Regions from separate parts of the Gossypium hirsutum genome. Here all the other regions are linked to region 1. Evidence: chromatin contacts called from public Hi-C data. All regions are on one chromosome and are shown on one strand. The core of a region is the stretch at or near the end of the contact, and the rest is flanking DNA. Distances in the headings are between cores, read along the strand shown.

What was found. Hi-C and Micro-C count contacts between places; a contact is called where the count stands out from the background.
Region 2: a Hi-C map of leaf shows a contact between it and region 1, with 1.7 times the contacts expected there. The contact joins the promoter of LOC107892277 here to the promoter of LOC107892281 in region 1. A contact is called at or near these places in 2 of 34 Hi-C or Micro-C datasets (both in leaf).
Region 3: a Hi-C map of leaf shows a contact between it and region 1, with 2.1 times the contacts expected there. The contact joins the enhancer-like site here to the promoter of LOC107892281 in region 1. A contact is called at or near these places in 2 of 34 Hi-C or Micro-C datasets (both in leaf).

The regions. Positions count from the first base shown.
Region 1 is chrD09:8,433,189-8,436,844 of Gossypium_hirsutum_v2.1, forward strand. It overlaps LOC107892281, which reads left to right and starts at 2,004. Exons shown (of 2, transcript XM_016817314.2): 1 at 2,004-2,377.
Region 2 is chrD09:8,626,766-8,630,421 of Gossypium_hirsutum_v2.1, forward strand. LOC107892277 (DNA (cytosine-5)-methyltransferase DRM1) reads left to right here and starts at 1,838. Exons shown (of 12, transcript XM_016817310.2): 1 at 1,838-2,018; 2 at 2,249-2,292; 3 at 2,491-2,628; 4 at 3,086-3,185; 5 at 3,261-3,307; 6 at 3,467-3,566; 7 at 3,645-3,656. The coding sequence starts at 2,290.
Region 3 is chrD09:8,598,759-8,602,414 of Gossypium_hirsutum_v2.1, forward strand. No RefSeq gene overlaps it. Among protein-coding and RNA genes, the nearest start is that of LOC107892277, 28 kb to the right of the region's middle. Within about 2 kb of position 1,698, at least 9 of the 9 cell types and tissues checked have an H3K27ac peak or open chromatin away from gene starts, as enhancers often do. A contact at or near this core is called in leaf, where this site is marked.

The DNA.
Region 1 (3,656 bases), core at 754-3,253:
CCCCTGCCAACCCCTTTAATTTTGCCCATACAGAGGGTGACTATTATAAAAATATTTCACTATACCACCTCACGATCTTCATAAGATTTTTAGTGATGATAAAATGGATGTGGTTAGACTTTGTCATTAGGGTCTAAACTATTGGCCCTCGGTTTGTAAAAATAAAAATAAAATTGAGATAATTAGATGAAATTTTTTGGTATTTTTGCATGTCCGTTTTATGGTTTATATTTAATGTTCACAGTTGTTCCTTCTAACAATATCATCTTCAAAATTTAAAGTTATTTTCTCTCCTAAAAAAATATAATATGTCTTACTCTTACATTCAAATATTTATTCCAATAATTAGATGGTTTTCAACTACTTTATTAATTAAAATAAAATAAAATCTGAAGGCAAGAACATTAAAAGTATAAAGTGAAGCTTGATAATTACGTTGTTGATGTTGGTAGAAAATTTCTTGGAATCAGCATTTTGAGATACACCTTACTGACTGACAAGATCGGTGGTGGAACCCAACCCCCACTAAGCCAGGGTCTGACCGGTGAACCCTACATGGTTAGGACCATCATCTCCACCCCAAACTCCCTTGGTCAATTCAATATGGTTCTCAATCTTTCTTTAATCCAAAAAGAGCTTTAATGTGCAGGTGGGTGCACGTGCGTGTCCCCTCCTCTCACGTGTATGCATGACTCATGCAAAAAAGTTCCAATCCAAGAAAATATTTTACTATTTTCCCCCTTTGCTTGTTTGATTATGAAAATGCAAATATATAAAATGAAATTGAAAAAAAAAAACACACAAATTTCATATGAATATACAAATGTTTGAAGATGTATACGAATAGATATTAAATTTATATATAAATTTTGTTTTATTGTGTAGTTCATATTATGCATAAAATTTTAATTTTAATTTAATTTTACCCAGTTAAAAAAATGAATACATACATTTATTTTCATATTGGATTAATTTCATAGTTTGTGTGTGCAATATATTAACGTAAAATAATACTAATTTGATAATGTTGTTAGTGATTTTTAAAAATTGAATTAAATCAAAATTTCATGTATAAAACTGTACAAAATCAAAGTTCATGTATGACATTGCACATTGGGTTAGGGATAAAACCAAAAAATTGCTTTAAGGGCAGAGATGAATCATAAATTATTGGGGATTGAAGCGCAATTTCACCGTTATACTAACATGTAATTTCATAAAAAATTTAGGAGGAAAATGAGAAATCTAGAGAGGCCAAGATGTCTAAGATATATTTCATAAAAATATAAAAGTAATTTAAACATAAATTTTATATAATAAAAAATATGTAAATACAATACAAGGGATAGGGGTGAGTATCCGATCGAGTCAAGTCGAATTGAGTCAAAAAATTTCGAGTTAGTCGAGTTGACGAATCCTATTTTAGCAACCAAACTCAATTTGAACTTTTTTCGAATCAAATGGAATCGAGTCAAGTTGAGTCGAATTAACGAATTATATTATTTATACTCAATATTACGTTTACATGGACCGCTTATTTAGCTAGTAGACAAAGTACAAGATTATTGAACTAATTTAATGAGTAAATATTTATCAAAATGAGATAATTTTACCTTTTAACTTTAAAAAGGTGAACATTTATCAAAACGACCTAGTTTTGATTTTTTTTATTCGGATTTTCGAATAACTTGAATTGTGTAATTTACATTCGAGTTAAACCGAAAAACTTAATTTTTCATTCGAGTTAATTCGAATAATTTGATTAATTCAAATAACTCGAACTATTTAATTTAAAACTTAAATATTTTATTAAAATTTTTAAATTGAATCGAATTTTACTTACCCCTGAAACTGGTTAGGTTAGAAGTGGGAAAATAGGTTAATAAAGAGTAAAAGAAAAAAGGACAATTTCCTATATTCGCTGTCATCGGGACTCATCAAAAACAAAAGAATATATATATATATAAATTAGCAGATCTCTAATCTGAGCTCACGCTGTTCTAAGCAAACTTCTTTCTTTTTTAATGCTTCTCCCTTCATTGTTTTCTGCATAAACAAATTGTTTTTACTGTTTTTAAGAAAGTTTTTTTATTTTTCCCCAGTTATTAAACAAATAAAAACCCAGAATCCACAACACCACAGATTCCCTTTCATTGGAAAATGTTAGTGAAGCAACAGTTTAAATCTCGTTACCATTTTGAGATCAGATCAAAGCTTTTACGGTCAAACAAAACTAGTCAACCATACTTCCCAAACTCTTTTTTTTTTTCTCAAGAAAAGTCTCAGCAATATTTTCCCGGGAAAAAAAACCTTCAAAGTTTCCATAGAAAGAAACAACAACAAGAAGAACCAGCTAGCTAGTTCAGCCCAAGTAAAGGTAAGAAATTTCTTTTCTACTACTTATTTATTTCCCATAGTTCATATATATAAATGACAATGATAGTAGTATCAAATATAGGAAGGTAAAGGTTGATTTTTTTTTTCATTTTACAAATGACATTAGGGTTTTCATGAATCAAAACTGTGACTTTCTTTTTGCATTTTCATGTTCTTTGTTGATAATGATTGACTGGATCCCATCATAACCATTACTGCAAAAGTTTTCTTGTTTTAGAGTTCATATAGCTGGTAAAAATTACGGATACTGAAATTTCAACTTTAAAATTTATTAAATTTCGAATTTTAAAAATATACATATTTAAAAAATAAGTTTTTTGAATCACATAAGACCCAGACTTCGAAATGCCCCCATTAATTTTTTTTAATATACAGTGCATTACATGCAAATATATATATTATGATGATATTTTTTTCTTTATTTTAGAAAACCAATAAAAAATTTACAAATGTTTAGATTTGAACCAATGATACTATCATCTATAAAATTTTTTATCGCTGCAATTAAATGTTTATTTTAATATTTTTATATAATTCAATATTATTACATAAATTGTTTCACACACCTTGTTTGTACATATTGCTAATGTGTCAACTCGATACTAACTTTAGAAATAATTTAAATGCATTAAATACTCCTAATATTGTGAATTTGTGTGTTTAAATTTTATTTTACTCACAATTTAAATTAATTTGTTTCATTATTCATTATTTTTAAACCTACATTTATACTATTTAAGTTGATGTTACTTAACTCAATAACACTTAGTAAAATTACTAAAAAAACTTACCTACTATAATGTTTTTTTTTTGGATTCGGAAAAAATCGTTTTAGCCTTCCACTAAGTTTTCGTCTTTTAACTTTTGAAATTTGATTTTTTGTAAAATTATCTTAAAAATTAACATGAATTTTATTGACGTGATATATATACATGAATGTCTAGTATATAGATGTTAGTGTATGTATTTTTTTTTAAAAAAAAAAGAGAAATAAAATGAGAGGTGATAATGCACTTAAAAAAGGTAGAAAGCATTAGGAAGATGAAAAGTCTATTCATGAAAATGGGTGACTGAATCAAGCTTAAAACAGTTATGATAACAAGACATTTTATTATTTTATAATTATATTCCAAAAAGGAAAATTTAAGCATTTTGCTTTCCATGCAAACGGTGTCGCTTCACTGTCTTCGTTGTCTCGTCTTAGTCACTTTTCCTTTTTCAAACTCTTCCCCCTTCCATCATGTCATCTACTTCTATAA
Region 2 (3,656 bases), core at 588-3,087, 190 kb after region 1:
ATAATATCATCTTATATGGTTTCATTTGGATGTTCTTTTATTTCTTTTATGTATTTTTATGAAATTACAATTTTTTAAATTGACCCTTTTTCTTAATGGAAATATATTTTTTATTTTTTAAAAAAAAACTAATTTTGATACTTGTATACCATAATTTCAAATTTTAAAAGTCATATGGAATATACAATAAATTCAGGGGGTAGCAAGGGGTTGTAGCAAGGGGAAGGTAGGAGTTGACCCCCTAAAATAGATTTTTTTTTATTTAGACAATTTATTTTTGAAAATTTTTAAATTAATAAAGTTAAAATTGTACTTTAATCCTCCCTAAAAATGATAAAATTTCTATTTAATCATTTTAAAAATATAAAGATGTATTCAAATGATGAAATTACATTTTTATTATCGTAAAAATTAAAATATAATTTCGACTTCCCTAAAAATTTTTTTATGTCTTTGTCCTTGACTAAGAGCTTGTTTAGTAATACTTAAAAAAATATTTTTAGCTTGAAAAACATTTTTGAAAAAAAAAACTATGCTAAACAAGTTACCTTTGATTGAAATTTTTGACTTTTTAAAAAGCACATTTGAAAAGCATTTTTTATCCTAAAAGTATTTTTGGTGCTTAATTATTTTTTCACCCCTCCAACAACATATTACTTTTCCTTCTTCTTTTTTTCTTGGTACTTAATTTCACATATGTTAAATTCATTAATTAAAATAAATTCTTTTTTTAAAATAATAAAAATGTGTTAATATTAAATAGTTTTATTTAAATATTCACAATATAATTTATATATTCTAATTAAATTTTATAAATAATTAATATTTATTGCTTAAAAATATTTAAAATTTATATTTCATATATTAAAATATTAACCACAAGTTATAATAAATTATTTTTTATATTCTTATTAAAATATAATAATACTAACTAATTTAAACATGATTTAAATGCATATCTGTTACTCGATAATACCATATCTAAAATAGATATTTTATTTCTGAAAAGTATTTTTTAATAACAATACCAAACCAAAATTTTCAAACCATTTCTCAAAAATATTTTTTAAAAGCATTATTAAACTAGCATTAAATTAGGACAGTTGTGGAAAATTTTTATGTAAAACATAAAAAATATTAACATAAACAAATAATAAGTTTTAAGTTCAAAAATTGGAGTTTTTAAAAATCAAATAGCGTCCATGGCGTCCAATAATTTCAATTCAACAGCCAAACAGGCCCGAGATTCGATACTTTCACTTCCATCTATACGGTCTCGTCAACTCTCAACTAAAGTGGGGAAATGATAATCTCACATGCGTGTGTATGAAAAGTAATATATATTAGATAATTTAATAGTATTTTTAAAATTAAGTAATTATCTATCGTCATGAATTTTGATAATTAATTTGAATTTGAATTATCAATACAATTTATAAAAATAAACATAAATTTTAATTTATTGATTGGGTGTTCACTTTTTTAAAAAAATTTTGAATTTAAATTTAAAACAACTTAATTTAATTAGAAGGATAACTAGTTTATAACTGAACTCCAACGACCTCGCAGTGGCACGATTATTCCATGCTACCTACAGAGGAAAACGGAAAACTGCTGCAAATTTTAACTGCGTTAGATTTTATTTATTTATTAATCTACTTTACTTTTCACTGCCCCTCAAGAATTCCGATTCCCTTTTTATTTATAATATAAAAAGAAATAATATAATATTTTTATAAATAAAGAATTATAACACTTTTTTTCTAATTAAATATATTTTTTCATATTTTTTCAATAAATTATTATAAAAATTTATAAATAATTACATAGGTGACTTTTCAAACACAATATCATTATAGAAAAAAATTGAAAAACCCTGTGAAAACTGAACCCACAGCTCCTCGTTTCCTCTTCTTCTCCGTTACCGCCGTTGGGGCTTCCCCTATGTATATTTTATTTCTTTTCCTCCACCGGTAACTTCTTTGTCAGAACTCGTCGACGATCGCCGCTGCTGCCGTGTATCCTTCTTCTTTCTTTGTCTTTTCCTCCATTCTCTTTCCTTTTTCTCCTCCTGTTTTTTTCTTCTCCTCTCAGTTCTCCCGCTGCCGTGTCCGTCGGTTTCCGCCGGATCTGATCTCGTATTCAGTGTCGGAAATCCGTGTCGGATCGTGTCGACACTGGTACGGCACCCCTAATTGCCGAGTCCGGGTAACGGAGTTCTGATAAGTTTTCATTGTTTCTTTTACAGGTTAAGAAACTGTTCTTGGGCTGTACTATAGCTCAAGGAAAATGGTACTGTCAAGTTCTATTACTTTTTTATTCCTTAATGTTATGTGTCGTCGTAATATTCTTCCTGTATTTTTCTAAAAATTCTCATTTGTGCACTAGGCTGTCAGTTGGCTAAAAGAAATGAAAATTCTTTAGTTATTTAATCTTATATATATTGTATTTGATATTATGAATGTGTGTGTGGTTTTGTAATTTTTGTAGGATCAAAATGGTTCTGGTGGTGATGCTGATAATTTTGACTGGGATACCGAAGATGAGCTGGAAATTGATAATTATGCAATCGCCTCTCGCTCAGGAGTGTCACTTACCAATGGGGAAGCTGTTTTAGGCACAGCAGAGGTACTTGCCCATGCATAATTGCATCACATGGCATTCTGGAAATTTTAACATGCAAATCGTTTTAATGATTATGAAAATTATCTACGATGAAGTTTTCTTTCATTTTTAATTTCCAAAGAAACATTATAGATATTAATTGATGAGTTCCTATGGGAATTTTCTCTGGAGGTCACTGTAGTTTCGCATCTCCCTTTCATGCACTGCTTTATTTAGTTGATGACATTACCAATGTCCCTGGCTTAAATTTCATTGATTAGCCTCCATAGCAATGAATATGTATGCATTCACTAAGATCAAGCCTTTTTACTTTTGTGTCTATCCCAGTTATTCAAATACCTGTGTTTGCAAACAATTAATCTTCTCTCTTGTACTTACATATATCTTTTTCCTGGCATATAATAGCTAAGGGACAAATTAATGTCAAAACGAACTCACGGTTAACTTTTATTGTCTCAAGGTGAGCTCGTCTGCAGATTCTCCGAATTCCAAGTTAATTGATCATTTTGTTGGGATGGGGTTCTCCCAGGAACTTGTTACGAAAGCAATTGAGGAAAATGGTAAAGCTTCTAGGTCTTTACTACTTAGAGCACAAGTTTTTAACTCTTTTATAATCCTGCTTTCCTATTGTCCAGGAGAGGAGAATTCAAATTTGATACTTGAAGCTCTCCTTCAGTATTCTGTGAGTTGTACATCCTATTTAAAGATGCTTATTAGTTACACACCCCTTGATGATAGAGAGCTGCTGCGGCTTTTGTGGTGGAACTGTTACTGTTAAATTACTGACGTGTTAGTGTGCAGATTTCATAATAAGTTCTTGATTTCTCTTTTTCGCATGCAGGCAAGCTCGTTGGCTAGTTCTTCCAATTCCAAGTTGATTGATCATTTTGTTGGGATGGGATTCTCTGAAGAAATGGTTCTCAAAGCGGTTCAAGAAAATGGTAATAGTCCTTTCTCATTTTATTAGACATCACTTTTGACCTCTATTGCTTTATCTGTGGTCATGTCTATATTTTCAGGAGAGGGGAATA
Region 3 (3,656 bases), core at 448-2,947, 170 kb after region 1:
ATGAATAGGCTTGCAACTTGTTCCTAAACAATATGCGATTCCTTCCTCTTTTAACTAACAACATAAGATTAAAGACTACACTATATTTTATATTTTTTATATTTTGTTAACATTTTCTCATATTATAAATTTATCTTTTGAGATCTTTAATCTTGTTGCATTTTAGAATTGTTAGCATATACAAAAGGACTATTAAAAAAAACAAATTGCACATATGAAACTTGTACATGCAGTAATCTTCTAATCAATTTTAATTGTTTGAAGTTAATACCCATGCAATTCTAATTTTTAAAATAATTTTTCATTATTTCAATTTAGAAGTTATAATTTTATTTTTTATTATTTATTTTATTTTATAATATGAATATTTGATTAATAAATAAATGGTGAGTATTTTGTACTCAAATAGTATGTTTTTTGTAATTTTAAAAAATTGATATCTCTTTTTTTAAAATATTTATTTTTTAAAATATTTTACTATACTCATTAATTTTTTAATCCTAATTTTAATTTAATTTTCATCACCTAATAAATGTTGATACATTTATTTCAGATGTATTTTGACTAGATAGATAATCTATTTAAACATAGTATATAATTATGTTAAATACATTTTTTATAGAATTATATAATATACAAAAAATATAATAATGATTTTTCATATTTTTATATCTAGATTAAATTAATTAGTAGTCACTTAACTATGCTTTTTTGGATATCAAATTATAAAAACTTACAAAATGATCACTCGACTATTAGTAATTTTTTAAATATTTTACTATACTCATTTTAATTTTTATATTTTTTTTTACTTATAGAGTTTAAAAATTTTATTTATAATGCAACAAATGTTAACTTTTTGTAATAAAAAAATTAAACTCTATAAGTAAAAAACTATAAAATACATTGTAGCATTTAATTTTATATTGTTAGTTAAAGATGAAGGAATCCCACATTGTCTAGAAATAAGCTGCAAACATATTCATGAGTCTATATATACACATATTTCACATTCAACATTACTTAAGAACGCATTTTTGTTAACACGGGTAAAGCGCATCTCCGTCAGCGCATTTTTCGGCATTTTTCCTAAAAACACTCCCACGTAGACACGTTTTATGTTTTTTGGACTATTTCAATAAATAATGTTTTAAGTGGTCCATTTCCATTAATAATGTTGGAAATATATAGACCCCTTTTTTTAGTAAAATATCGTCTCTAAAATTATAATGTATCTTTACATTCCATCCAAATAAAATTTAATGAAAAAAACTTGACAGTGTGATTTAGCTTACGTAAATTAGAATGTCTATTTGTTATACTTGGTGAAATAATATTAAATTTTTAATTGAATATACTATTTATATCATTTTTTATTACTTTCATAATTTTTTTCTTTTTAAATAGTTTAATAAATTAATTTTATTATCCTTTAATCTGTTTTACAATTTATGTTCAGATTTGTAGTTACTCATCTCAATAATATTGTCTTTAAAATTCGAATTTACATTTTCTCATTAGGAATGCAATGTATGTTACCAATGTAGCAGGCCCAATTAGCCCGGGCCCGCATGCATAAACCAAATAAATAAATGAAGTCCAATTTTTTTACAAAGCCCAACAAGCAGCCTAAATACTAGACCCAACCCACTAAACCTAGCCCACACAAAAACAAAATAGCAGAAACCCTAGGAGCCTATTTGCTTCAACGCTGCCGCCTCTCACCATTGCACGCCGCCGCGAATCACGCACCACGACCCTCCCCATCGTGCGCCGTTCCGTACGCCAGCATTACCTGCAGCAACAAACGCAAAACAGAACAACAAAGAAAAGGGAACAGAACAACAATATGCCAACGAAAAAACAGGATAGATTTCTTTGGATTTGGGTTCGTTTTTTCCTCATTTTCGGCTATTTAAAGCCGTTATCGAATATGTAATGGGAGGGGGGGATTCAGTGTAAAAAAGATACAAAAAAGAGAACAGAAAAAGAAAATCAAAGGTGTTTTTTTGTTCTTAAGTTCTTTCTATTTTATCTATTCTCTTTTTAAACTAGTGTTAAAACAAAAAAGGAAGAAATATCCTTGCCTTTGGGTCGGCTTGAGGAGGGTTTAGAGCAAAAATCAATATCGCTCAACCCTTACCACTGGTTCTGGTGAAGTCGCGGCGGCGATTGAAGAACTGGCGGCGGCTTGGGGGGGCTAGGTTAAGAAAAACCTAGCAGAGCAGTCCCCTTTTCCCTCTGTTTGTTTTAAGGAAAAAGAAAAAATGAAATAAGGCTGTGTTTTTGAAAAAAAAAATTTAGCTTTAATATTAAAAACAAAACGGTGCCGTTTGGAAGGCCAGACCCGCGCGTCGACCCTACCCGCAAGCAGGGTCCGCGCGTTCTGGCATTCAATGGGGTATTTTCGCGTTTGACCCCTCCTCCTTTATTTTGATTTTAAAGCGATATTTCATGTATTTTCAATTTCGCCACAAAATTTCGCTCATATTTCAATTCGACCCATAGACCAGGCACACGGAGCTCGTTAAAACGACGTCGTTAGGCCAGTATGGGGATATTGTTTTTTTGAGCCCTCCTCTCATGACGCACGTATCGATTTGACCCTTTCTGGTGTTTTCCATTTTTTTAAATTTGGCCCTTAAATTCTGTTTATTTTTCAATTTGATTCTTCACCGATTTTTTTTTCCTATATATTATTTGGCATTGGATTATCATTACCATATTATTTACTATCATTATTACGGTTATATTTTCTATTCCTATACATACGCATGCTTTCTATATATATATCTTCTAAGCTTTTAACGCATATATTATATATATACATACTCTTTCTATTTTTATTTTTTTTACTTTCCTAATTTTTTTTATACTTTATATATATATGTTTTATAACATGTGCATGCTTTTAATATATTTATGTACCCGTTTTTTTTTTAAAAAAATCATTGTAAATATTTTATTATTTTACATATTCTATTATTTTATATATATTGCACCTATATATGTGTTTGAATATATACGTATGCGAATTTTCACGATTTACCTATGTATATATACTTATACATTTTATTTTTCTATTTTGTAAATATATATACATATGATTTAAATTAAAATAATGATTTCATGTTATGCATTAACATTTATCACACTTTCAAAAACATATATTTTGGTTTTGTCAAAATTTTTGTTTTAAACCACCATATTTTATAATTTTCAATATTTGGCATTCATAATTCTCGAGAAATATCGTATCCTAACTTACTGGATTACAATTAAATTTTCGATGAATTTAGAAAGTCAAGTATTCATTTTGCAATAAATTCACAAATTTCAAATAAAAGCTTATTCTCGGGAATTCAAAAATGTTGGGTCCTAACTTACTGGTCCTGATATTTTGACTTTTCGAAATAAGAATTTTCAAAAGTAAAAGGCAATATTCGGGTATTTTGAAGATTTAAAAATATTGTGCCCTAACTCACTGGGTGTGGTGTTTTATTTCTTTGAAATAAGAATGTCCTATTATTTTGATTCATTCATGAAATAAAAAGTTTCCTTTTAAAATCTTTTCAAATTTTCGACACCAAGGCATTAAAGAATCAATTTGGTACCGATTTTGGGCGTTGCGAGTGTGTTAATCCTTCCTCGCGTGT